Regions from separate parts of the Drosophila melanogaster genome. Here region 2 is linked to region 1. The links are chromatin contacts, called in public Hi-C maps. All regions are on one chromosome and are shown on one strand. Each heading gives the region's core, a stretch centred on a gene start, on an enhancer-like site or on the middle of the called end of the contact. The rest is flanking DNA. Distances are from core to core; before and after follow the strand shown.

Region 1 (5,031 bases), core at 1,504-4,003:
GACTTGAATAACATACTTAGTTGATATCGAAATCCTTGGTTTCCTACTGCTAATTCGTATACTTAACCACCAGAAAGTGTAACCCACAGACGGCACTTAATGAATAATGCTCAATGTACATTAATGTTGAAGAAATTGAATATTTGAAAATGTTTACAAACTGCTTAGCTGCTTGAACAACGGAAATAAGCATACCGAACCACCTCCGCATCCGGTTCATAGCACACAAGATCAATCTTGATGAGAGAATCTATAACTTAGCATAGAATTATCCGAGAACTACGAGATTGCCAAACATTAACAACCTATCATAACCCTTCAACCCACTTCCATCGAACAACTGCAAATCGCTCAGTTTTGTGTTAAAAGTATTTTCTTATGTATGTAAAAATTAAACAAAATTGTAGTTAAGAGATCTAAAACGCATTAATCTAATGGATATATAAATCTAAAAAAAATATATATATGTATGTACATGTATTTAAAGTTACTCGTAAGTTTTTTTTTCTACACGAAACAGATAATACAAAATAAAAAAAAAAAAAAAACAAAACGAAAAGCAAAAGCGAACTACGTATATGTTATCACGCCGATCTGAATGTATGTATGTACGTTAACGCCCCATGAGAGACGCATTTTTTATTTGATAGCCGTAAAAATCCTTAAAAACGCTGAGATCCCCCACTTTTCAGTTCGTTGCCTATGAGCTTTGTACCTTCTGTTGCCAATTAAGTCAAGCGCCTTGCCAGAGCTTTTTACCTATAAATATACACGATACTCTATGAAAGACCTATTGAATAACCCACGAAGCGAACCCAAGTCGAGATTACAGGAGGCTATATACACATTTGAATTTGGATGCGATTGTTTGAAAAACTGCTGGTCATTCGAGCATATGAAATATGTTTGCAAGAAACCGAACGCAGCTTTGTTCGGCGGCAGAGTGTAGCTTTTTATATGAACTAAACAAAATTGATGAAAAATTATACACTGAAACTGAAACGGGGGAAATAAATCTTATTTACTGTACTATAATTCCAATCGATGTAGTTTTAATTCCCATTTGGCGGTAATAATAAACCAGTATTGACCCAATCCCTTGTCAATGAAGCAACATTTTTTTTTTAAATAGGTTTCGATAACACTACCAATTTTATTTGCGTCAATTGGGAGGCACACAGGGGAAGCTTATGTATATCTAATGTAACTAATCTCCAACAATTTGCAAAACCTATAGGCCTATATATAATACAATGGGGCAACTTAAAGCGTTCTTATAGCTTAGGTACAACAAAGACAGAGAATTAGTTCATTTGGGTTTACCTTTCGAGGTAAAATAAATAACCTTCGTGCAGATAGACTAGGTACTATCTTACGAAGATATTATACAACTTTTCTTTGAGCATTATACAACTAGTAGTGTTTTCATATTTAAAATTTGCGCAAGTACGCGGTGTAGTTAGAAAAAATCTCATTTGATTTCAATCCGAAAATGTCTGGTTAAAAAAAAAAAAGAGTGACTTAGTCTGAACTTAAATCATCAAAATGTTTGCCTACACCATGTTTTTATAAAATATATAGAAAATATGAAGTAAAAAGTATTAAATAAATTGGGGCTAAACTATGAGGAGACGGAACACATTAAGTAAATTCACTAGGATGATAGTTTGCTATATATACAATTAGGTCCCGGGTTAGACCTCCATGCCGCCATCGGATCGCTGGCCCTTCTTCAGGAGCGCCTCCTCGGCGGCTAGCTTGGTCTTCTCAGTGCGCGTGTGCCAGACGAGCACATCCGTGCACCTATTGGCCAGTGGCTGCAGCTGATCCCTGGTGGTCAGATGCCTCAGGATCTCGCTCTCCTGATAGCCTCTTTGCACCTCGTACGAGAACGTGGCCTGCGGATTCCTGATGAAGAGATCCATGCTGATGGCGAAGGCGGCCATGTCGATGGGGAATGGTCTTTCCGGTCGCCAAGCGGCATTGAATCCGGTCACCTTAGTGCCATCCTCCGTAAGCAGGGGTCGCTCCACCATCAGACCGCCGACCAAACCCACCGGCCAGACGCCCACGCGACCCCTTTCGATTTTGCTCATCTCGGCGAACAGTTCCGTGGAGTAGGAGTTGTCGTCGTCCATGAAGAACACTATAGAGTGCCGATCGACGTCGACATGGTTCCTCAACCAGGCCAAAGCCAGATTTCTTTGCTCCACGCCGCGTGGCTTAATCCAGTTGGGGTCCTTGCCCTTCAGCTTGAACTCAGATGGCGTCTTGATGTTCAGCAACGTGGAACGCTTCTCCAATCCGGCTCTATCCAAAAGGTTTCTGACCAGCGGAGTGGTGGCGTTCGTGTCCTCCACAATGATCCAGTGCAGGTGCGGCAGCAGCATAAAGAGGTGAGATAGTCTGTTGGAATACGGGGCGTTACTTAAAGGTATTGGTATGTATGCGGTTTATGATTTACTCTACCTGGTTAGCTCGGCTTTCTGGGCGGGCCGTGGATACGTTGGCGTTACGGCGTAAATCGTGGGTAACGTGTCGCCTTGGACGAACATGGCCTGGAGGTATTCTGGACCCTGGCATGTGCGCTTCCCGTTTCGGTGCACCATCATCAGCACCACGAGGAAGACAATGATCAGGATGAGGACCTGGCGCGGGCGAATGCGGACCTCCGACATCCTGCGGCAGTTGGTAAAAACCGAATTTTGTTAAAACAAACAAATCGGCGAGCTGTGTGCCTAAATAACGACATGCTAGCGGAACGAACGGTCGCACCATCAAGTTCCGGGCAACTATCGATATTCTTCGTCTCCAGTGTGGTTACACTTAAGGTTTATTATAGGAAATGTATTTTACTATACTTTAAGAATAAAAACAAAAAAGACAACTTATACCGTGTTTTATTTATCTGTTTAAATTTAAATTCTGCAAAATCAACCCCTGACATTCAGTGTCCGAAATTCAGAATTTCACAATTTGACGAACAAGATCATATTGTTCCCAGCAGACACCTACTTCCAATTATGATCGCCTGGTGCGAATTAATTGGAAATCTGCCCAAAACCGCGAAAATCAGTCCTAATTTTGTAGTGCAAATCGGCGAAAAACCTATCCCACGTACCAGGCAAACAGAAATGCTAGGAAGTGACCAACGCCAAAGTGACCAAATTTTGTTTCCAGTAGACACCTTTCTGCTAATTATGATCGCCTGGTGCAAAGAAATTGGAAATCTGCCCAAAACCGCGAAAGTCAGTCCTAATTTTGTAGTGCAAATCGGCGAAAAACCTATCCCACGTACCAGGCAAACAGAATTGCCAGGAAGTGACCAACGCTCATTTTGTTTCCAGTAGACACCTTCCTGCTAATTATGATCGCCTGGTGCAAAGAAATTGGAAATCTGCCCAAAACCGCGAAAGTCAGTCCTAATTTTGTAGTGCAAATCGGCGAAAAACCTATCCCACGTACCAGGCAAACAGAATTGCCAGGAAGTGACCAACGCTCATTTTGTTTCCAGTAGACACCTTTCTGCTAATTATGATCGCCTGGTGCAAAGAAATTGGAAATCTGCCCAAAACCGCGAAAGTCAGTCCTAATTTTGTAGTGCAAATCGGCGAAAAACCTATCCCACGTACCAGGCAAACAGAATTGCCAGGAAGTGACCAACGCTCATTTTGTTTCCAGTAGACACCTTTCTGCTAATTATGATCGCCTGGTGCAAAGAAATTGGAAATCTGCCCAAAACCGCGAAAGTCAGGCCTCATTTTGTTAGGCAAATCGGGGAAAATACGATCCCATGTACCAGGCAAACAGAAATGCCAGGAAGTGACCAACGCTCAATTTGTTTCCAGCAGACACCTTCCTGCTAATTATGATCGCCTGGTGCGAAGAAATTGGATATCTGCCCAAAACCACGAGAAATTAAATAAAAACTCACTATTTTGGTTTTTAATATTTTATTCACTTATATTGTATAAATAATATCCTATGTCTTAATAATAATAGAAAACTAATAATAATAATAGCTTAATTTCTAACACGCCGGTCGCATTTCCGCTCGATGATGTCCTCCAGTTGCCTTCTGCCGGTGCCCAAGGGATAGATCTGATGCAGGAAATCTGGTACCTTAGTTTACACCATCAGCTCCATTCATCAATACTTAAACCTGCAATATCCTATGTGTACCCAACCCTCGAAATTCATTGTAAATCGAATGCAGCTGTTTTCTTTTTTTTTTTTTGTTAAATTTTATTTCGATTCTCCACAGAAATACACTTCTCTCCAGTATATGATAATTTAAACAAATTATAAATTAAATTTCGGTTTCCCATTCAGTTGCTGCTTCTGCTTCGATTGGTTAATCGATTTTCGGACCATTACGATTAAATTCTAAAGCCTTTCGCTTGTTTCGCATGTACAAATATTGGTATGTATAAGTTATATATAGGGATGGGTTGGAATTTTGGGGGATCGGGAATTGGGGGTTACTTAGTAGGTTCATCAGTAGTAAATAGACTTAGTCGTAGACTTTGTTACATGTATGTATATCTATGATTATAGTTCCCACTGTGCTCTCTGCTGCTTCAATTCTCGCCACTCCACTCCGTTCCCAATTATTGTTATTTTGTATTTCAAACTCAACAAGTGCACGCAAGACGGAAATAATGCAGACTGAACTGTACGCAACTCGAGCGATTACTCCGATATCTAATATCCGATAAATTGAACAATACGCTAGCTACGTAAAAACAAAAGGCCAAACTAAAACAAACGATCCTAGTTTTGGTCTGTCGGCCGATGTCTCGACCTTCAAACTCCAAGCTCGAGCCACCCTCGTCCTACGAAAAAGGCGGTTTACTATAAGCGGGGAAAATGAATGTCCGATTATCTTGACTGATCCTTCTTCGTATGCCTCTGTGATTTTCTTTGTCTCGAGTCGCAATTTACTATTTATATACACATACACACAACTACAATATATATATTACATAAATACACACATAAGAAACTTTTTTTTTTGTGTTTTTTCCGTTT
Region 2 (4,944 bases), core at 357-2,856, 240 kb before region 1:
GGAACTCCTCGAAGGGGTAGTTGATTTCGAAGTGCTTTCCCGGTGCCTCTTTGCAGCGATCTCGCAGGAACTTTCGGTTGTTGTGCAGCCCCAGAAACCGGCTGATGTCCAGGATGTGCAGGTCGAGGTAAGTAGAGCCCTTGGTTATTAGATCGGTGAGGACGCGTCCAATGCCTCCGGATGCCGATACACCCATTGTCTTGTTGCCAGCTGCTACATAGTAATTTTGGATTTCAGGTGCTTCCCCTAGGATCCACTTGCAGTCGGGAGAGAATACCTGCAGCGAATTTGTTAGCCTATCCAACGTGGCATCTCTAAAGGAGGGAACCCTCAGCAACAGGGCATCGAGCAGCTCGTGAAAGTGATCCCAATCCGGCGGATGTTGGCGAGCTGTTTGCGATAGGGGAATCACTCCATCTTCGTACACCATCTTTGCCTCGCGCTCGAACCCGCCTGCGAGAATGTGACCTTCACACTCCCGAAAGAAGATGCGTCCATCGAAATCCCTGACGAAAGGCGTGTCCGGACTGAGCCCCTCGATGGGTTTCGTGTGCAAATAGTGGTGCTCCACCGCCTTGAGCGGCACTTTAACCACCGGTTTGGACAAAGTGCCCACCTCGCGTGCCCAAAAGCCCGTGCAGTTCACAAAGTACTCGCACTCCACATCGCCGGCGGTCGTCTCCACACTCCTCACCTTGCCATGCTCGCTGTGAATCTTCTTGATGGCACAGTGTTCGACTATGCGGACTCCCAATCGCTGGGCCTCGATCATGTAGGCCTGGCAAACGAGTTGCGGATCACAGACCCCGTCTTCAGGTATCCAAAGGCCACCTTCGATGCCGTCCAAGGAGAGCAGTTCACAGTGCTGGGCGCACTGCTCTGGCGAAAGGATTTCGCAATGCATGCCCCACGCCAAGGCCTGCGATTTCATGCGATTGAAGGCGGTCATGCGGTCCCAACTTCGAGCCAGATTCAGGCTACCGACTGGCCGCCATCCCGTGGGCAAACCGTTCTCCGCCAGTCGCTTGATCAAATCTATGGAGTACTCAGCCAGCTTGAGTTCCGTGTAGCTAGGTTCGAAGCGACCCGCCAATCCGCAGGCAGTCCAGGGCAGCTCGCCACCGACGCGATCCTGCTCCACGAGCAGCGTTTCGCCACCCCATCCCCTCAGTCCGAGGTGATAGGCCACCGAGGCGCCGGTGATGCCGCCGCCACAGATGACCACCCGGGATTTGACGGGCAGCTGACCGGCCAGTTCCTCGCTAAGATCGGCCGCCTGTTGCGGCTGAAACTTCCGCTTCCGCAGGACCCGTTCATCAGCCGGATCCATCTGGCTACTAGACAGGCGCACTGCATTCGAAAGGCCAGGTGAACACCACCTCCGTCTGGGAACTACAGAAACTGCATTCCCCGAACGCTGCAGCAGTTTCCACATCTTGTTCACCGGCGCAAACGTAAAGTATGTGTATATCACAACCTCATGGGACTAACCCGATTCTTGCCGCAGGTCACCGGATTCACTGGAGGGCACTATCTATATACGCGATATTGTGCTTTTGATTGGTAAATTGGCTTTTGGCACAATAACAACACAGCGGTAGAGTGGCCAGATGCGTTTGCGGTTAGAGATGGGTCGAAACGTCGATGATTATCGGTAAGCGTTCAGCGGAGACTCAATCCATGGTGCGAAACTTGGATAAACGGAAATTCCGTAAATATTAATAGCATAATTTCGCGCGCTGTATTCTTCTAGTGTTAAAAAACCAAATTGATATCTTGGTTTAGGTTTCACAGGAAACTGGTTTAATAACGAAAACTAGTTTCCTCTAAAATCCTAATCAAGACATCATGTGTCGTCGCATCGAGAAGTTATTACCAATATTCATTCATTTTTCATTTTTTTTCCCATTCCGAACGAGTTTTTATTTCCCTAAATTCGTTTATAATTGCCTAACAATATGAACAAAAAAAAAACGCTTTCGCTAAACTACACAATATACTGATATATGTACATGTATACCATCTTTTAAATATTTTTAACGAGTTTTTATTTTCCTAAAAATGTTTAAAGGTGCCTAAAAAACATTTCTGAATAAAAAGGAACGAATATATCAAGTTAAAAAACGAAATCATGTTAGATCCTGGACAAATATGAAGTAAATTGTTTTTATGCATCAATTACTTGATATTCATCCTTGAACTAAATGGTTTTAGAGCTGCAAGAAAAATTGTGCTATTTTTTCTGACAAATATTACGAATGATTACCATTCATATCCTTGGAACAATTCCTAATAGAATGTTATTATTACAACAATCTTTAGCAAGACTTTCGAGATAAGGATGGCATAACGCTGCAAAAAAAAAATATAAAAATTTACATACTTATCAATCATCTAATCAATCCATCAATCTAAGATTGATTTCAGTGCTAAAAAGAGTGAACACAACCATTTACGCCATTGAAAGTAGTCCTAAAAGACTGTTTTTAATACACCAGTCGTCAGTGATACTTTCAGGAATAATCGCATAATCCATCATTATTTGTTTGATTTTTATAAAACAGGATGGTTTAGTAAGCAACTTTAAAAGACAAAGATAGGCGAATTTCATTTTAAGATTTATTTCCAATAACCACCAAAACACCCAGTAACGTCTTAGTTGTTAAATCTTTTGTTTTTTACAATCTTTGACGCAACCCAAAGAATTTTCGTATTGGTTTTTATTTAATGTCCATTAACTAGTATGCTTTATGTTCTCAGCTTGTTCCGTAAAATCAACAAACGCACTCAGGCTAGAATCTTAGCAATAGAGAATCCGTTTCTGTATCTGTATATATTGGATTGGATATATGTATGATGCATAGTGTGTGAGGCTGCTGTTCTAACATTTGGGCTCATTTGGTTTCTCGCAAAAGTTCGCAATATCTTAAAACTTTATAGGATACTAAACTAAACTATTTTTTTTTTTGCAGGGGTCGAATTGTCGGTTTCAAACATATAGCACATCTCTTGGGACAGCGGTGATATGAGGCTAGAACTAAAACATAAAGTAAGCTTAGTGCTGGCCACAAATATTGGCTTACAAATAAGAGTAAGTGTTTTTTAAAATCCAAATTAAAAGGAGAAATCTAGGGAAAATCTCTAGAGTCGCTTTGGAATAGGATTTATTGCAATTAAAGTTATTCGATATCGGAACAATCGTAATAATAATCATAATAAAGATAATAATAATAATCATAATAGTTTAATATATATAGTTCATAGTATATAATCATAAGTTCATACGCAGCATTTTTAATATAAGTTAATTTCATCGACAAGAACCTTCTTGTCCCGCGACCTCTTTTTAAACTATTCATTTTACATTGTTTGTTTGTTCGCAAAAACATAATCAATTAATACGTAGATAGTAGATACATCCGCGAGTTATCTGTCTCGCTTGCTATCGCTATTCATAATCATAATCTGGGTTTTTGCTCTCACAGAAGTACAAACTACAACAGGGTGGCCCCAAGTGTATGGGTTACACCATCGTGCATATCCTGTAACATTTTTGCTCTAGCGCTTCATTAAAGACTACAACTTATTAAGATTACAAAAAAAAAAAAAAAATACCAACAAAATATATAAAAAATAAACATAAAAAATTGACACATTTACTAAGTGTAGAGAATCCGTCGATTGGCGGGGTAACGTTTCTTAAATTGACCTCGAGTGATTCAGTTTTGGTTTTATATGGCAACATTCTTGTTTGTTTTCGTTATACGCTTTCTTTGGTTTTAGGGAAAAGTCCACTTGCCTTTGAAAAAAAAAACCTTCACTAATAGTGCTCTTGAGAAGCCAATGTATGAATTATATTCGTAGTAAATGTAATACCTTCAATTATTGAAACAATAACTTGAAAAAAAAAGGAACAAGTCCTTGAAGTATTAACCGGAATAGTTTTTACCCGCGCCAATAATTTTTGTGTGTTATAAGTGTGCCAAATTTGAGGGCTTTTCGACTAAGAGGCTAGGCCTCTATCTAATGTATACATTATACGAGCGAATAAATAAATTAGTTGCGATCTCAGTTAGACAATGTTCGTTTCACTTTCTCGTTTTTTGGTTAACATTGGGATTGGCACATTATATTACATATCATACAAAGCTTTGCAATCGTTTTCCTCCATCCAACCAACCTTCAACTCGTGCCCTTGGGGAGAAATTATAATTAAGACAGTGTTGGCAAAGGCGAAAGTATTGGAGATAAAGGGTAGTTGGGATTCGCTTTTTCTCGCGTTCGTGTAATAAAATGTAACCGCTTATCACATTCATAAAACTCGATCAATTCTCTAAATACATAGTCGTAGGCGTTGGTTAAATATTGTACATAATTTAGTACAGTTACCTTGTATGAGTTAACTAAATGTTTTCGATTCGTTAATAGCACAGTGTAAACGCTTCTCCGTTTTCGATCTTTAGGGCACATATTCAAGTTTAAAACCAATTCAGAATTTATGGGAAATTACATTACATTTCTTTGCATCCTTGCCTTAGTTTCGTTCATTTAATTTTCTACATTTTCGGTTTCTTATGTACTTGGTTTTCTTCTTTGTTAATTTTTTTCGTTTGGCTTTGCAACAACTACAAATACATGCAAACAGCAAATTTTGAGTGCAACATAAACGCTTTTGACAATTCAAACAGAATCTATCTTAAGTTGTTAGTTTTGTCTCTTACTTTGGTATAATATTTACTAAATCTACATATGTATGCTTTGTTCTGTGTGTATATATGTATATATTTTTGGCTACTTTTTTTCTGGTAGTACACAATCGCAATATCTTTATCTCGTTCGGGTTATCAATTTGGAAATAAGATCGGAACTAATACAGAGCGAATAAAAATGTACATTTTATGTAAGTAAACTATTTAACGTTTTTAATAATTCAGAAATTATTAT

Evidence for each region. Hi-C and Micro-C count contacts between places; a contact is called where the count stands out from the background.
Region 2: a contact with region 1 is called in a Hi-C map of the Kc167 cell line, with 2.5 times the contacts expected there. The contact joins the promoter of CG3626 here to the promoter of GlcAT-I in region 1. A contact is called at or near these places in 14 of 107 Hi-C or Micro-C datasets (the D17-c3 cell line, the Kc167 cell line, the ML-DmBG3-c2 cell line and 8 more) and 1 of 6 datasets of contacts at active chromatin or transcription factors (the Kc167 cell line).

The regions. Positions count from the first base shown.
Region 1 is chrX:4,128,933-4,133,963 of dm6, reverse strand. GlcAT-I (Glucuronyltransferase I) reads right to left here and starts at 2,753. Exons shown (of 2, transcript NM_167003.3): 1 at 2,470-2,753; 2 at 1,131-2,406. The coding sequence starts at 2,678. The coding sequence ends at 1,695. It overlaps tyf (twenty-four), which reads right to left. Exons shown (of 8, transcript NM_001297924.2): 8 at 3,948-5,031. It overlaps Fas2 (Fasciclin 2), which reads left to right. Exons shown (of 10, transcript NM_001272308.2): 10 at 1-1,077.
Region 2 is chrX:4,363,079-4,368,022 of dm6, reverse strand. CG3626 reads right to left here and starts at 1,606. Exons shown (of 6, transcript NM_131934.2): 1 at 1-1,606. The coding sequence starts at 1,435. norpA (no receptor potential A) reads right to left here. Exons shown (of 16, transcript NM_001169190.2): 16 at 2,615-4,944. mir-982 (mir-982 stem loop) reads left to right here and starts at 2,125; the gene lies at 2,125-2,217. It overlaps mir-303 (mir-303 stem loop), which reads left to right and starts at 1,775; the gene lies at 1,775-1,844.